2 separate regions of the Pan troglodytes genome follow, and region 1 is linked to region 2. The links are chromatin contacts, called in public HiChIP or PLAC-seq maps. All regions are on one chromosome and are shown on one strand. The core of a region is the stretch at or near the end of the contact, and the rest is flanking DNA. Distances in the headings are between cores, read along the strand shown. Region 1 holds the start of ETF1 (eukaryotic translation termination factor 1). Region 2 holds the start of EGR1 (early growth response 1).

Region 1 (6,379 bases), core at 2,636-5,135, 77 kb after region 2:
ACATACGTTGACCTGTTTTAGTTCCTTATTCAAGATACCCTCAACCACAGTATTGGTTTATGTATACATTTGTCCTTCATAAGCCAACTGTGGAGTATATACCAGGAGCAATCATTAACAGGGAAGAACTACCATCAACTTTAAGTGGGGCCTATGTCTACCAAAATAATTAACTGCTTATTTTACTAGCACACACAAACTAACATTCGACCAGGCTTATCTGAAACCAAATAAGCATGTTCTACCCAAATCAAAAATCAAGTTTATGTGTGATACTCCTTTCAACTCAGAAGATTAAGTATGATGCTGGTTACAAAACAGAATGCTATCAAGTTCCCCATTTTAGTAATGTGGCCTCTATAAATGCTCTTCTACACACGTGTAACATAAAATAGAATCTGTTATAGCTCAGACTACATTTTAAGGAAATCTAGTTTTGTATTTTCTGAAAATAAAATATACCCATTATAGCACATTGGTTTAAGTTCTGAACTCTGCTACATTTTTGCTGTGACATCTTGGACAAATTATCTCTTAGCCTCAGGTGCCTTGTCTACCAAATGGTGGCAATACTTGTGAGGATTAAATGACTTAATAATGTACTGTAGCACAGTCTATAATATAATATAGTATGTGCTTAATAAATTATTTTGCCAACATACTTCCCTTTATTCAGATGTAGTTAGTGAGCCCATTTTGCAGGTGGTTCCTTTTTCAAGCTACATTAAATTTGGGTCATATATCAAGAGATAACCACATAGGATTATCTTAATTTCAAAATCACTCTTATTCTAGCATATTTTAATAACTACTGTTAAAAACAAATCCATGATTCCTATGCCTAGAATTCTACACTGCTAAGGGGAGGAAAGGGCTTTTTCATTTCCAAAACAATACTGTTACTCAACCACTAAGTCTCACTACCTTGTCCTAATAACCATGCCTGAAAACCTCAGTTTCCTCCTGAAAACCAGAGTATCCCCAAAACATCAGCAAATACAGATTCATTTTGCCATCCACTTAAGTCTTTAAAGCCCATTACAATTCTCCTAAAGATATTTTATCACTAGGTAAAGTAGGAATAACATTTTTCACTGTACCCTATCTATGAAAATCTAGAGTCTGACTTTAACACAAGTTGGCAATGAAAATATTCCCACCTCCAAAAACTGGTATATACTGGGGAATCTTCTGACTCCCTTACCAATACTCAGAGATGGCCAAGATTTTAAATTTCCATGGGATCAAGATGCAACCAAATTCTGATTAAAAGCAAAGTAGGACATGATTATTAACCACAATGTGTAGCGGAAGATCCTCCAGCTATTTTAGACAGCTTAATCATGTCTGAAATATCCAAACTCAACAACTTGAAATACAAGTTGTGTCTTATAACTTCATTTTTAGCATGCTTTAAACTTTACTGAACTTTGCTAAACAAAGAGGTAAAGCCTTCAAAAGCCTTAAAGAGGCGCTTAAAAGTTTCTAGTGGCTAGGTAACATGGGTAGAACAAATTTAAGAATGAGTTTCCTTCATTAAGCAGTAGAAAGGAATGCTGTTACTTATTAAGCAATGTCATCTTCAATGTTACTTCATTCAAACAGGCAAATTATAGTCATGATTTAATTTTTTGGACTGTTTCAGAGAATATAACGTATGCAAATTAAAATGTGTGAACCTGCCTGCTACTGAAAGCAGTAAGAACAAATCCAGAGGTCACATCCACCTATATACAATACTGCAACAACAGCAATCTATAAAATGCAATACTGGATTGAAGGCTTCAAGTAACAAAACAGAAGATCCTACTGAAACAAAAGAACCTGGCTAATTCTTGGTAGTGCAACATAATGGGTCGTGACCTATATTACCCTTTCTGTACAGTATTCTCACATTTTGGGAATAACTGGTCACTCTATCATACGGCACAAGTTCCTGTAAGATCATTAAGAAGGTCTGGATATTCTATTGAATTCAAAGAAAAACCTAAGGACTAACAAATAAGCCGCTGTCTTCGATTCATATTAAACTAACGTTTCTCCAGTAAACCGAAGGAGTGAGCACAAGCCCGTCACTGCGTCACTGAATGGGGCCAAACTTTTAGAAGCCTCATTCCAAACAGAACTGTCCCTAATTTATTAAGAACAAAACACTAGTAAAACCAACCTGTGAATTGGGCCTTCAGTACAATTAAGCACATCCTGTTTCATAAAACAGTAATAATGAAGAGCTTGGAGGGGCTGTCATTCTAAAATTGCAAATCTACCCATAAATGACAATCCTGGGCTGGAAACCAGAATGTCAAATTCTTGTGCTGAAATCAACTTTTCACATGGCCTGAGGCAGGCCATTCTACTATTCTAAGAATGCTCAGACATACAAGTATGTAATAATGTTCCAAACACTTTTTTTGGGGGGGGGGGCACTTCCTGTAAGTAAAAAGTTTCTATGACTGGGAAAGGAACAAAATAAAGTAATAGAAGAAACAGGAATACCCCTGGCACACCTTCCTCAAACGAACAACATTAAAAAAAAAGAAAACACACACACACAGCTAATTTTAATCTAGCCTACTCTCCCCGCAATGGACACACCTACAGTTTCTTATCAAAATGTACAAGACTCAAAGCCCATTTAATTCAATGCTGAATCTCACTCAACAAGCATCAAGCACATCAGGCGCCTCTCTACAGCGATATCCCCACAAGTTTCAGAGAAATGCCAGCAGGGACTCTGTAGTTATGATTCCTATCAAACGGCCCCCTAATCCATATTTCTCCTGGACATACACATGCAGATTCATTAACCAAAACCTACCCAGCACCCCTCACATCGCGCGTACGTTGGCATTTTCAGTTTATAGGTGGGTCCTGGAACAGCTAAAACCAGGAAGCTCCGGGGTAATTAGAGGACTTGGGAGAAGTCATCTTGGGACAGGTGGAAGACCCAGAGAAATCAGGAATCAGAAAGAAGCTGTCCCTGGCCACCTCTGCTTCCCGTCCCATCCAAACTTCACCCACCCGGGTCTCAGAAGCCCAGAAGGGAGAGGCCATTTTAATGAGGCCTGGCTGAGAAACGAAAGGAGAAGAGGAAATCAGGGAAGGGCCTTGGGAAAGGAAGGCCGAACACTTTGCCACAATAGCACCCGAGTCGGGTGGCAGCACCTGGAGCCCGAAGAGGGAGGACCTGGACTTAAGGGCCCGGGAGAGGTGCAAAAGTAGCGGTGGCCTACCACGAGGGGGGCCGAGTGATCTAAACCGGGGAGCGCGGGCCCCTTACCCCCATGCGGGGAAAGGACCCCTTCTCGGGCCAACCGCGCCGACCCTCGCCCCTGGGTCAGGGGCTACTACCCAGAGATCCAGAAGGCGGGAGTTGGCTAGTGCCTGGTTCTCCTCATCCGGCCATGCGGCGCGGGGGCGTCCATCCTGAGGGGTCCGGGAACCAAGAGGGCACGGAGGGTGCCGGACGCGGCGCTCACCCGCGGGCCGCCTCCAAGCTCTTAATGAGCTTCTTGATCTTCCAGATCTCCACGTTCCTGTCGGCAGCACTGGGGTCGTCCGCCATCTTCTCGCCTCCTCCTCCCTAGAGCGGCCCGGCGGGGCCCGGAGACACCAAGACCACAGAGTTAGCGCCGCCGCTGGGGCAGAGCGGCCCCCTTCCTCGCCATCCCCCAGAGGCCCTCTCCTCCCGTCCGGTGCAGCTCGCCACAAAGGTCACCGGCCTTTCCCTCCCCGTGCCTTACCTAAGGGCCCAGTCCTGGGCGGCAGCGGCTGCTCCTCCCCGGCGGCGGCTCCGCGGCGGCGGCGGCTCTGACGTAGGACACCGGCTCCCTCTCTCCAGGCAGCTGCATGTGTTGCAATCCGCTCACATGGGGCCTGTGACATCACTTCCTCCGCCAGGGGCGGAGTGGAAGGCGGCAGGCGGAAGGGAGGGGGCCGGTGCGAGTGAGGAGAAGCTCTGCGTCCGCCGCGACTTCTCATTGGCTCTCTGCCCCGCAGCCTGCAATGAGCCCGCCGATTGGCCGCAGCTGGGTCCGCGCCGCCTTGTGAGGTAAGGCTGGGGGGTGGGAGGTGCCACCTTTCTTCCGGCCCGGCAAGGCGAGAGGAGGAAGCGGGCGGAAGCCGGTGGCTCTCGCGAGTTTACTGAGAGCCCCCGTCAGGCTCGAATGGGGGTGGTTCTTAAAGAGAGAGGACCGGGGTCGTCGTCTTTTCAGTCCATTCTCCTTGAATAGGGTGGACATCTGAGGCTTTGCGACTCGAAGCTAGGCACTTGGGCCCGACGCGCGGTTTGAACGGTGCTTGAGAAGCCGCGAAGAAGCGCCTCGCGCTCAGCGGCTTCTTCGCTGACGAAGTGCTGCGGTCTGCGTGCGTCATGGCTGCACGGAATAGTGTGGAGGAGTCCTGGCCAGTAGGTCTGGATGAGGAGCCTGCCTCCGGGCGGTCCGGGACCCTCACCTGCAGGGGCGAAAGAGTCCTGTTTTCTCTCGCCCCAGAGCTAGGAGGGGCTCACTTTGGACTTAGAACTTTATGGGGTGGAAGACAGCGGGGGCTGCCTGAGCTTGGAGACCTGAGGTATCTATCTGGTCCCATGTATGGTTTGGCCTGAGCCGTTGAGAATGGGGGTGGAGAGAGTTGAAACAAAATGGGCATCCACATACGGTTAAAACTTTATCTTTTTGAGTTAGGATTTTTAGGCGGCTACTTTGTCCCCCCTCACCTCGTCTGGGTTCAAATATTGAGCCCAGACCGTGTGCTGGACCCTGTTTTCCTGGGGATACAGAGGTGAACCAAACAGATGACAGTACTTACCCTTATGGAGCTTATAGTCGATTGGGTTTTTAAGTTTGTGATTTTATACTTTTTGTAATAAAATAATTACACAAATGCTTAAGTACTTCAGGGTGCTCTGAGAGTGTATGGCGGGGACCCAGCTCTGAAATGAGACTCAAAGGATGATTAAGAGTTTGTCAGGAGGAAGCAGAATACAGTTGAGAACTACAGAAACGCCAGTGTGCTGGCACAAGGTCAGGGACGGGGAGAGTGGTTTGAGGGAGCAGCAGGGGAAGAGGTCATGTAGGGTCTTTTAAGCCAGATTCAGAAGTTTGGTTTCTTTCAAGAACAGTGGGTAGTTTAAAGGGTTTAGAGCCCTGGTTTGGACTGGAGAGAGCACAGGAGAAGCCCAGAGACCATTTTGGCTGCTTCATTATCATGTGAGAGATGATTTTCGCTTACATTAGGGTGGTGACAGTGCAGATAGAAGTGAATGAAGGGCCTGGTGCAGTGGCCCACGGCTGTAATCCAGCACTTTGGGAGGCCAAAGGGGAGGATCGCTTGAGCCCAGGAGTTTGCGAGCAGCCTGGGCAACATGGCAAGATTCCGTCTCTACAAAATTACAAAATATTAGCCTGGTGTGGTGGCCCGCGCCTGTAGTCCCAGCTGCTTGGGAGGCTGAGGTGGGAGGAACCCTTGAGCCCAGGAATTCGAGGCTGCAGTGAGCTGAGATCACACCACTACACTCCAGCCTGGGTGACAGAGCGAGACCTTGTCTCGAGGAAAAAAAAAAGTGAATAGGACTGGATAATGGATTGGTTGAGGAAAACCAAGAATGGTTCCCAGAGTACTGAAGTGGTGACATTTACTGAGGTGGGAAAGGTGAGGAGTAGGTGTTGGGGGATGATTGAGAATTTCATCTTGGGCCTGTTAAGTTTGAGATTGCTTATGAGACATGTAAGTAGGGATGTCCGTCATGCGCTTTCATTTGTATGGTTTTTGAATACTTTTTGCATGTGTTATAAACTGTGTCCACACTTTGAAGATGGGGGTATGACCTCCATTTCATACATGGGGAAACTGAGGCAAAGAAAAGTGAAAGGGACCTGTTCAGAGTCCACAGCTAGTTTATGGCTTCCCGACTCCATTTTTGGAGTCCAGTGTATTATACAGTGACCCCATTACCTGTATTTTCATAGGGTGGGGACACGGTCATACTTCTGTCCCCCAGGAAATGAATCTCAGGTTGGAACCTCTTCTTTGGGTTCCATTTTGTAGTTTTTGGCATATGTTCATTTGTTATATAATATTGTACTCCTGCTGTGTGTGTGTTATTCACTGTGTTTAGTAGTGAACGGAGGGGTCTTCTTAGTCATAAACACTGCTTACTGACTAGGAATCAACTGTGTCCAAGGTTTTCCTTCATTCCTCTTGCCCTGGTTCCTCCTTTCTATATTAGATTGCCCTACTCTACCCTTCCTGTTCTTTTTTTTTTCTTTCTTTTTTTTTTTAAAGACGGAGTCTCCCTCTGTCGCCCAGGTTGGAGTGCAGTGGCACGATCTTGGCTCACTGCAACCTCCACATCCCGGGTTCAAGCGATTCTTCTGCG
Region 2 (7,226 bases), core at 3,365-5,864:
GCTCCTGGCCAACCCACCCCCAAGCCTGGCCTGAAACAGCTTCTCACTTCCCCACCACAAAGTTTGGGCCTTCTCACGTTCCTTCTCCTCCAAAATCTCTTCATTGTCCCTGACCGTCTCCCAGCCCCCTGGAATCTCTCCCTCCTCTTATCTCCTATGTCCCTTAGTGTCACTGAGTTTTGCTGGCTAACAGGGCTGCTTCCTTTCTATTCTTTATTCTCTTGTAACATAGAATCCAGGCTCCCTTCTACCCAGCTGTAAGCTCCTTAGAGGCAAAGGCCTATGCCATGGATCTTATTCCCAAACCTTGACTGCAGTTAGTCCTCAGGGAAGTTTTTATTGTTGTTGATAATGGGTGTTCAACTGGTTAGGTTGTGAGTAAGAGAAACTAACTGAGGATGTTTTATTTTATTCAATAAAAAAGGAATTCATTGGCCTGCATAACTAAAAAGCTCAGGCTGAGTCCAGGGACCTTCTGTACGTTTGTCTCTCTCTTCTGTATGTCTGTCTCTTCTCTCTGACTTCCCCTGCATTGGCTTCATTCTCAGGCAGGCTCTCCAGGCCTGTGGGCGAAACGGCCTCCAGGCTTACATCCTATTGGCTTAGTACCATCAGGGAAAGGGAATTTCCCTTTCCCAAGAGTTCTGGAAAAAGTGATTCTCATTGGCCTGGTTTGGGTCATGTGCCCATCCTGACTCAATCACTACAGCTAGGGAAATGAACCACTCCTAGGCTAGGCCACCCCTGGGTGGATGGCCAGGCCCAGGGAACATACCTACTTATAGATGTAGAGTGGGGGCTATCTGCCCCCAACCACATGGATTAGGGTGGCTCCCCAAAGGAAACTGCTGGCTGGGGAATAGTAATAAAAAGAAAGGGGAATTGATATTGGTCATGCAAAACAAAAGATGTAGACGTAGACTATGAGAATTTCCCATGCTGAGCTTCAGCAAGAACCTGACAATACCTTAGGTGAGCTGCACAGGAGAATCATCGGGAAACTGGTTTGCCCTGGCTGGGGCAGAGGATGTTCTCTCCCAGTCTGGGTGGCTCTCCAATGACAGCACAAGAATCCCAGGCCGATACCTTGGCTCAGTGCTGCCACTCGCAAGCTCGGGAAGATTGTGATGCAGCTGGTCCAGGGTAAAACCTGTCTTTTTCAGACTTCCACAGGCGATTGTGCTGCACAGTCAAGGTTGAAAAATGCTGCTCTAGTAAACGTTCTACTGCAGCAAGATGGATTCAGATCAACTCTTAGGGATTATGTCCCCTGTGATAGGATTGGTATGTTTTTCCCCATCTGCACAGCTTTCCAGAAAAGGGTCACTGGAGTTTTCTTGGAGGCTGAGGATGGGTGGGTGAACTGTGGATGACTCTATGGATCCAAAGCCTCTGAAAAGAACAATAGCCACTGTTTGTTGAATGCCAATTGCAAGGCAGGTACTGTGCGTTGGGACTTGACATCTGGCAGCCCGCATAAATTTCAGTCCTCACAACAATACTCCCATGTGGGTATTATTACTATTATTTATTTATTTGAGACAGAGTCTCGCTCTGTCGCCCAGGCTTGAGTGCAGTGTTGTGATCTCGGCTCACTGCAAGCTCCACCTCCCGGGTTCACGCCACTCTCCTGCCTCAGCCTCCGGAGTAGCTGGGACTACAGGTGGCCACCACCACGCCCGGCTAATTTTTTTGTATTTTTAGTAGAAACGGGGTTTCACCGTGTTAGCCAGGATGGTCTTGATCTCCTGATCTCATGATCCGCCTGCCTCGGCCTCCCAAAGTGCTGGGATTACAGGCATGAGCCACTGTGCCAGGCCCCATGTGGGTATTATTAACATTAGCCCCATTTTACAGTTGAAGAAAGTGAGACACAAAAAGCGTGGCTGGCTGGGCACGGTGGCTCACGCCTGTAATACCAGCACTTTGGGAGGCCAAGGCAGGTGGATCACCTGAGATCAGGAGTTCAAGATCAGGCTGGCCAACATGGTGAAACCTGGTCTCTACTAAAAATACAAAAATTAGCCAGGTGTGGTGGGGTGCACCTGTGGTCCCAGCTACTAGGGAGGCTGAGGCAGGAAAATAGCTTGAACCCAGGAGGCGGAGGTCGCAGTGAGCCAAAATTGCCCCATTGCACTCCAGCCTGGGTGACACAGGGAGACTCTGTCTTAAAAAAAGCAAAAACAAACAAGTAAACAAAAAGCTTGGCTGGCTGGGTGCTGTGGCTCACACCTGGAATCCCAGCACTTTGGGAGGCCGAAGTGGGTGAATCGCTTGAGCTCAAGAGTTCAAGACCAGCCTGGGCAACCCAGCGAAACCCCTCTCTACGAAAATACAAAAAAAAAAAAAAAAAAAAAGTAAAAGCCAGGCGTGGTGGCAGGCACCTGTAGTCCAAGCTACTCGAGAGGAGGAGGCTGGAGGATCACTTGAGCCTGGGAGGCGGAGGTTGCAGTGAGCTCGCGCCACTGCACTCCAACCTGGGTGCCAGCGTGAGACCCCGTCTCAGAAAGAATAAAAACATTAAAAAAAAAATTGGCTAAGGTACCCTACCAGGGAGTGGCAAAATGGATATTCAGACACAAGACCATCTGCGCTGCAACAGCCTGGCCTTCCTGCCCTTGCGGCAGGAGTCCTCTGAGAAGCGCATCACTCCTGCCCCAATGGACAACTCGGTAGACAGTGGGAGTGAGCCCCCCACCTCCCCAGCGGACTTGAGACGGCAGGCTCCGAGACGAGGGAGTCCTGGTTCATTAAGTTGGTTTTTATAAGAAAACATGTTTGGAGGGGGGACAGCCACAGAGGGATTAAGTCCAAGAAAGTTACACCCTCCCCCACCTAATCCCCCTGACCCCGACCTCCAGAGGCTGTTGGGGTTCACAGAGGCCCTCACCTCCTCCCTTCCCTCTCGGTGTCGTCAAGCACCCTCCTTCCCCACATTCTCTTTCTGCTTTCTTTTTAAATCCAGAAAAAACAGCACCTCCTCTGGATTCAGAGCTACAGCAGGAGGAGCCTTCCCTTCCCGGAATCCCTGTTCCCTTTGGGGTGCGCAATTGACTGCGTCGTGGGGGCGGGGAGGGCTTCCCTGTTCGCGTTCGGCCCCAGGGAGACCTGCGGGAATCGTTCTCCCCCGCCACCACCCACCCCCTGCTTCCTTCTCCCCCTCGCCTTGGCCAGGCTCGGGGTGAGGAGTGTTATCCCGGAGTCTGGGCGCCTCGGCAGTGACGGCTCCCCAGGGACTGCAGGGGGAGCCCGGGCTGCAGCGCCTGCTCAGTTCGTGCTCACTGCGTCGAAGGCTCCCCCGGCCTGGCTCCGCGCCCAGCGCCGCATCCGGGAGGGGGAGCGAGGAGGCGGCGGAAGAGCCCGCGCGGCCGGAGTCCGGGGCTGGGAGTGGAGAGGGAACCTCCAGGGGGCAGCACCGAGCCGCCAAGCCGGTCCTCTCTTCGCGCCCAGCCCGGGGTCCCCAGATAGCCCATAGGGAAGCCCCCCTTTTGGATTCCCGCAGTGTGGGCCGGCCCTCCACCTGGACTGGATAAAGGGGGGAAAGTGATCCCTCACCACAAGGACCATTATCTCCTGGTGAGAACAGGAATCAGGTCTCTCTTGGGGCAATCAGCTTCCCCACTTCGGTCCCCCAAAGGTGGGCTCTTTGCCGGCGGGGACTAGGGAACAGCCTTTCGGTTCCGGGGGAGCACAGGGGACCCCAGGCACCAGCAGCCCCATCCCACCGACAGGTGGCAGAGGCAAGGCAGCTCACTGCTATACAGTGTCCCAAGAACCAAGTGGCCGTGACTTCCTATCCTCAGTTTCCCAGCGACACCCGGAAAGACACCGTGCCATAGGTCGAGGCCCGGGGTCAAGGCCCCGCCTCTCCTGGGCGGCCCCTGCCCAGGCGGGCCCAGCCGCTCCTCCCCCGCACTCCCGGCTCGCTCTCACGGTCCCTGAGGTGGGCGGGCGGGCCCTGGATGACAGCGATAGAACCCCGGCCCGACTCGCCCTCGCCCCCGCTCTGGGTCTGGGCTTCCCCAGCCTAGTTCACGCCTAGGAGCCGCCTGAGCAGCCGCGCGCCCAGCGCCACACGCCACGAGCCCTCCCCGCCTGGGCGTCCCCGGATCCCGCGAGCGCTCGGGCTCCCGGCTTGGAACCAGGGAGGAGGGAGGGAGCGAGGGAGCAACCAGCTGCGACCCGGAAATGCCATATAAGGCGCAGGAAGGATCCCCCGCCGGAACAACCCTTATTTGGGCAGCGCCTTATTTGGAGTGGCCCGATATGGCCCGGCCGCTTCCGGCTCTGGGAGGAGGGAAGAAGGCGGAGGGAGGGGCGGGGGCAACGCGGGAACTCCGGAGCTGCGCGGGTCCCGGAGGCCCCGGCGGCGGCTAGAGTTCTAGGCTTCCCCGAAGCCTGGGCGCCTGGGATGCGGGCGCGGGCGCGGGCCCTAGGGTGCAGGATGGAGGTGCCGGGCGCTGTCGGATGGGGGGCTTCACGTCACTCCGGGTCCTCCCGGCCGGTCCTGCCATATTAGGGCTTCCTGCTTCCCATATATGGCCATGTACGTCACGACGGAGGCGGGCCCGTGCGGTTCCAGACCCTTCAAATAGAGGCGGATCCGGGGAGTCGCGAGAGATCCCAGCGCGCAGAACTTGGGGAGCCGCCGCCGCCATCCGCCGCCGCAGCCAGCTTCCGCCGCCGCAGGACCGGCCCCTGCCCCAGCCTCCGCAGCCGCGGCGCGTCCACGCCCGCCCGCGCCCAGAGCGAGTCGGGGTCGCCGCCTGCGCGCTTCTCAGTGTTCCCCGCGCCCCGCATGTAACCCGGCCAGGCCCCCGCAACTGTGTCCCCTGCAGCTCCAGCCCCGGGCTGCGCCCCCCCGCCCCGACACCAGCTCTCCAGCCTGCTCGTCCAGGATGGCCGCGGCCAAGGCCGAGATGCAGCTGATGTCCCCGCTGCAGATCTCTGACCCGTTCGGATCCTTTCCTCACTCGCCCACCATGGACAACTACCCTAAGCTGGAGGAGATGATGCTGCTGAGCAACGGGGCTCCCCAGTTCCTCGGCGCCGCCGGGGCCCCAGAGGGCAGCGGCAGCAACAGCAGCAGCAGCAGCAGCGGGGGCGGTGGAGGCGGCGGGGGCGGCAGCAACAGCAGCAGCAGCAGCAGCAGCACCTTCAACCCTCAGGCGGACACGGGCGAGCAGCCCTACGAGCACCTGACCGCAGGTAAGCAGTGGCCTACGCCGAGGGGGAACCCTTTCGCCACCATCCTGGCGTCCTGTCCTTCACCGCAGGAGTGCTCCTGGATCTTAGAATGAGAGCCGGGTTTCCCTTTCATTCCTCGCATCCCCAGAGTCATGTGTTAGAGGGATGCCAAGGAACCCCACACAGCCCACCCCCTGCCCTCATCCCTAGCGGAGCGCAGAGGACCGAGCTTTTGTTTTGGATGGAGAGCTCTGGAGCTGCGTGGGTGGGTGGAGGGGGAGGGCTTGTTTTGATGAGCGGGGCTGCGCCCCCCACCTCCAGTAAGACTTGCCTTGCCTTGCTTGCCGCCTGTCCCCAAGGAAGGACCGTGATCCTTGGCCGTGGATGTCCCGGCAGCCCGGGTTTGGGGGCGCGCACTAGCCGCGGCCGTGGGGGTGCTGGCGGGAATCCCTCGCCCGCACAGCCGCCGCTGCGGAGCGCTGCGAGCTGCAGTGGAGGGGGATTCTCCGTATTTGCGTCAGCTGTTGTTGAAATGGGCTCTGCCACTGGTGCGGGTCCAGGAACATTGCAATGTGCTGCTATCAATTATTAACTACCTCGGGAGTCAATGGTAGCCGGCCTGGTCTCTTGCCTGGCAGCTCGGGTCATCCTCGTCCTCCAGTGATTGCTTTCCAGTAACCAGGCCTCCCGCTTCTCTCTCTCCTGCCAGAGTCTTTTCCTGACATCTCTCTGAACAACGAGAAGGTGCTGGTGGAGACCAGTTACCCCAGCCAAACCACTCGACTGCCCCCCATCACCTATACTGGCCGCTTTTCCCTGGAGCCTGCACCCAACAGTGGCAACACCTTGTGGCCCGAGCCCCTCTTCAGCTTGGTCAGTGGCCTAGTGAGCATGACCAACCCACCGGCCTCCTCGTCCTCAGCACCATCTCCAGCGGCCTCCTCCTCCTCCGCCTCCCAGAGCCCACCCCTGAGCTGCGCAGTGCCATCCAACGACAGCAGTCCCATTTACTCAGCGGCACCCACCTTCCCCACGCCGAACACTGACATTTTCCCTGAGCCACAAAGCCAGGCCTTCCCGGGCTCGGCAGGGACAGCGCTCCAGTACCCCCCTCCTGCCTACCCTGCCGCCAAGGGTGGCTTCCAGGTTCCCATGATCCCCGACTACCTGTTTCCACAGCAGCAGGGGGATCTGGGCCTGGGCACCCCAGACCAGAAGCCCTTCCAGGGCCTGGAGAGCCGCACCCAGCAGCCTTCGCTAACCCCTCTGTCTACTATCAAGGCCTTTGCCACTCAGTCGGGCTCCCAGGACCTGAAGGCCCTCAATACCAGCTACCAGTCCCAGCTCATCAAACCCAGCCGCATGCGCAAGTACCCCAATCGGCCCAGCAAGACGCCCCCCCACGAACGCCCTTACGCTTGCCCAGTGGAGTCCTGTGATCGCCGCTTCTCCCGCTCCGACGAGCTCACCCGCCACATCCGCATCCACACAGGCCAGAAGCCCTTCCAGTGCCGCATCTGCATGCGCAACTTCAGCCGCAGCGACCACCTCACCACCCACATCCGCACCCACACAGGCGAAAAGCCCTTCGCCTGCGACATCTGTGGGAGAAAGTTTGCCAGGAGCGATGAACGCAAGAGGCATACCAAGATCCACTTGCGGCAGAAGGACAAGAAAGCAGACAAAAGTGTTGTGGCCTCTTCGGCCACCTCCTCTCTCTCTTCCTACCCATCCCCGGTTGCTACCTCTTACCCGTCCCCGGTTACTACCTCTTATCCATCCCCGGCCACCACCTCATACCCATCCCCTGTGCCCACCTCCTTCTCCTCTCCCGGCTCCTCGACCTACCCATCCCCTGTGCACAGTGGCTTCCCCTCCCCGTCGGTGGCCACCACGTACTCCTCTGTTCCCCCTGCTTTCCCGGCCCAGGTCAGCAGCTTCCCTTCCTCAGCTGTCACCAACTCCTTCAGCGCCTCCACAGGGCTTTCGGACATGACAGCAACCTTTTCTCCCAGGACAATTGAAATTTGCTAAAGGGA

Evidence for each region. HiChIP or PLAC-seq counts read pairs in DNA pulled down with a chosen protein or histone mark.
Region 1: a contact with region 2 is called in an H3K4me3 HiChIP or PLAC-seq map of stem cell-derived excitatory neurons, with 2.3 times the contacts expected there. The contact joins the promoter of ETF1 here to the promoter of EGR1 in region 2. A contact is called at or near these places in 1 of 7 Hi-C or Micro-C datasets (stem cell-derived neural progenitor cells) and 1 of 1 datasets of contacts at active chromatin or transcription factors (stem cell-derived excitatory neurons).

Annotation. Positions count from the first base shown.
Region 1 is chr4:136,268,019-136,274,397 of NHGRI_mPanTro3-v2.0_pri, forward strand. ETF1 (eukaryotic translation termination factor 1) reads right to left here and starts at 3,886. Exons shown (of 11, transcript XM_009449742.4): 1 at 3,744-3,886; 2 at 3,352-3,583. LOC134810108 (a long non-coding RNA gene) reads left to right here and starts at 3,967. Exons shown (of 2, transcript XR_010157334.1): 1 at 3,967-4,051; 2 at 4,233-4,884.
Region 2 is chr4:136,190,028-136,197,253 of NHGRI_mPanTro3-v2.0_pri, forward strand. EGR1 (early growth response 1) reads left to right here and starts at 4,615. Exons shown (of 2, transcript XM_009449740.5): 1 at 4,615-5,208; 2 at 5,897-7,226. The coding sequence starts at 4,899. The coding sequence ends at 7,221.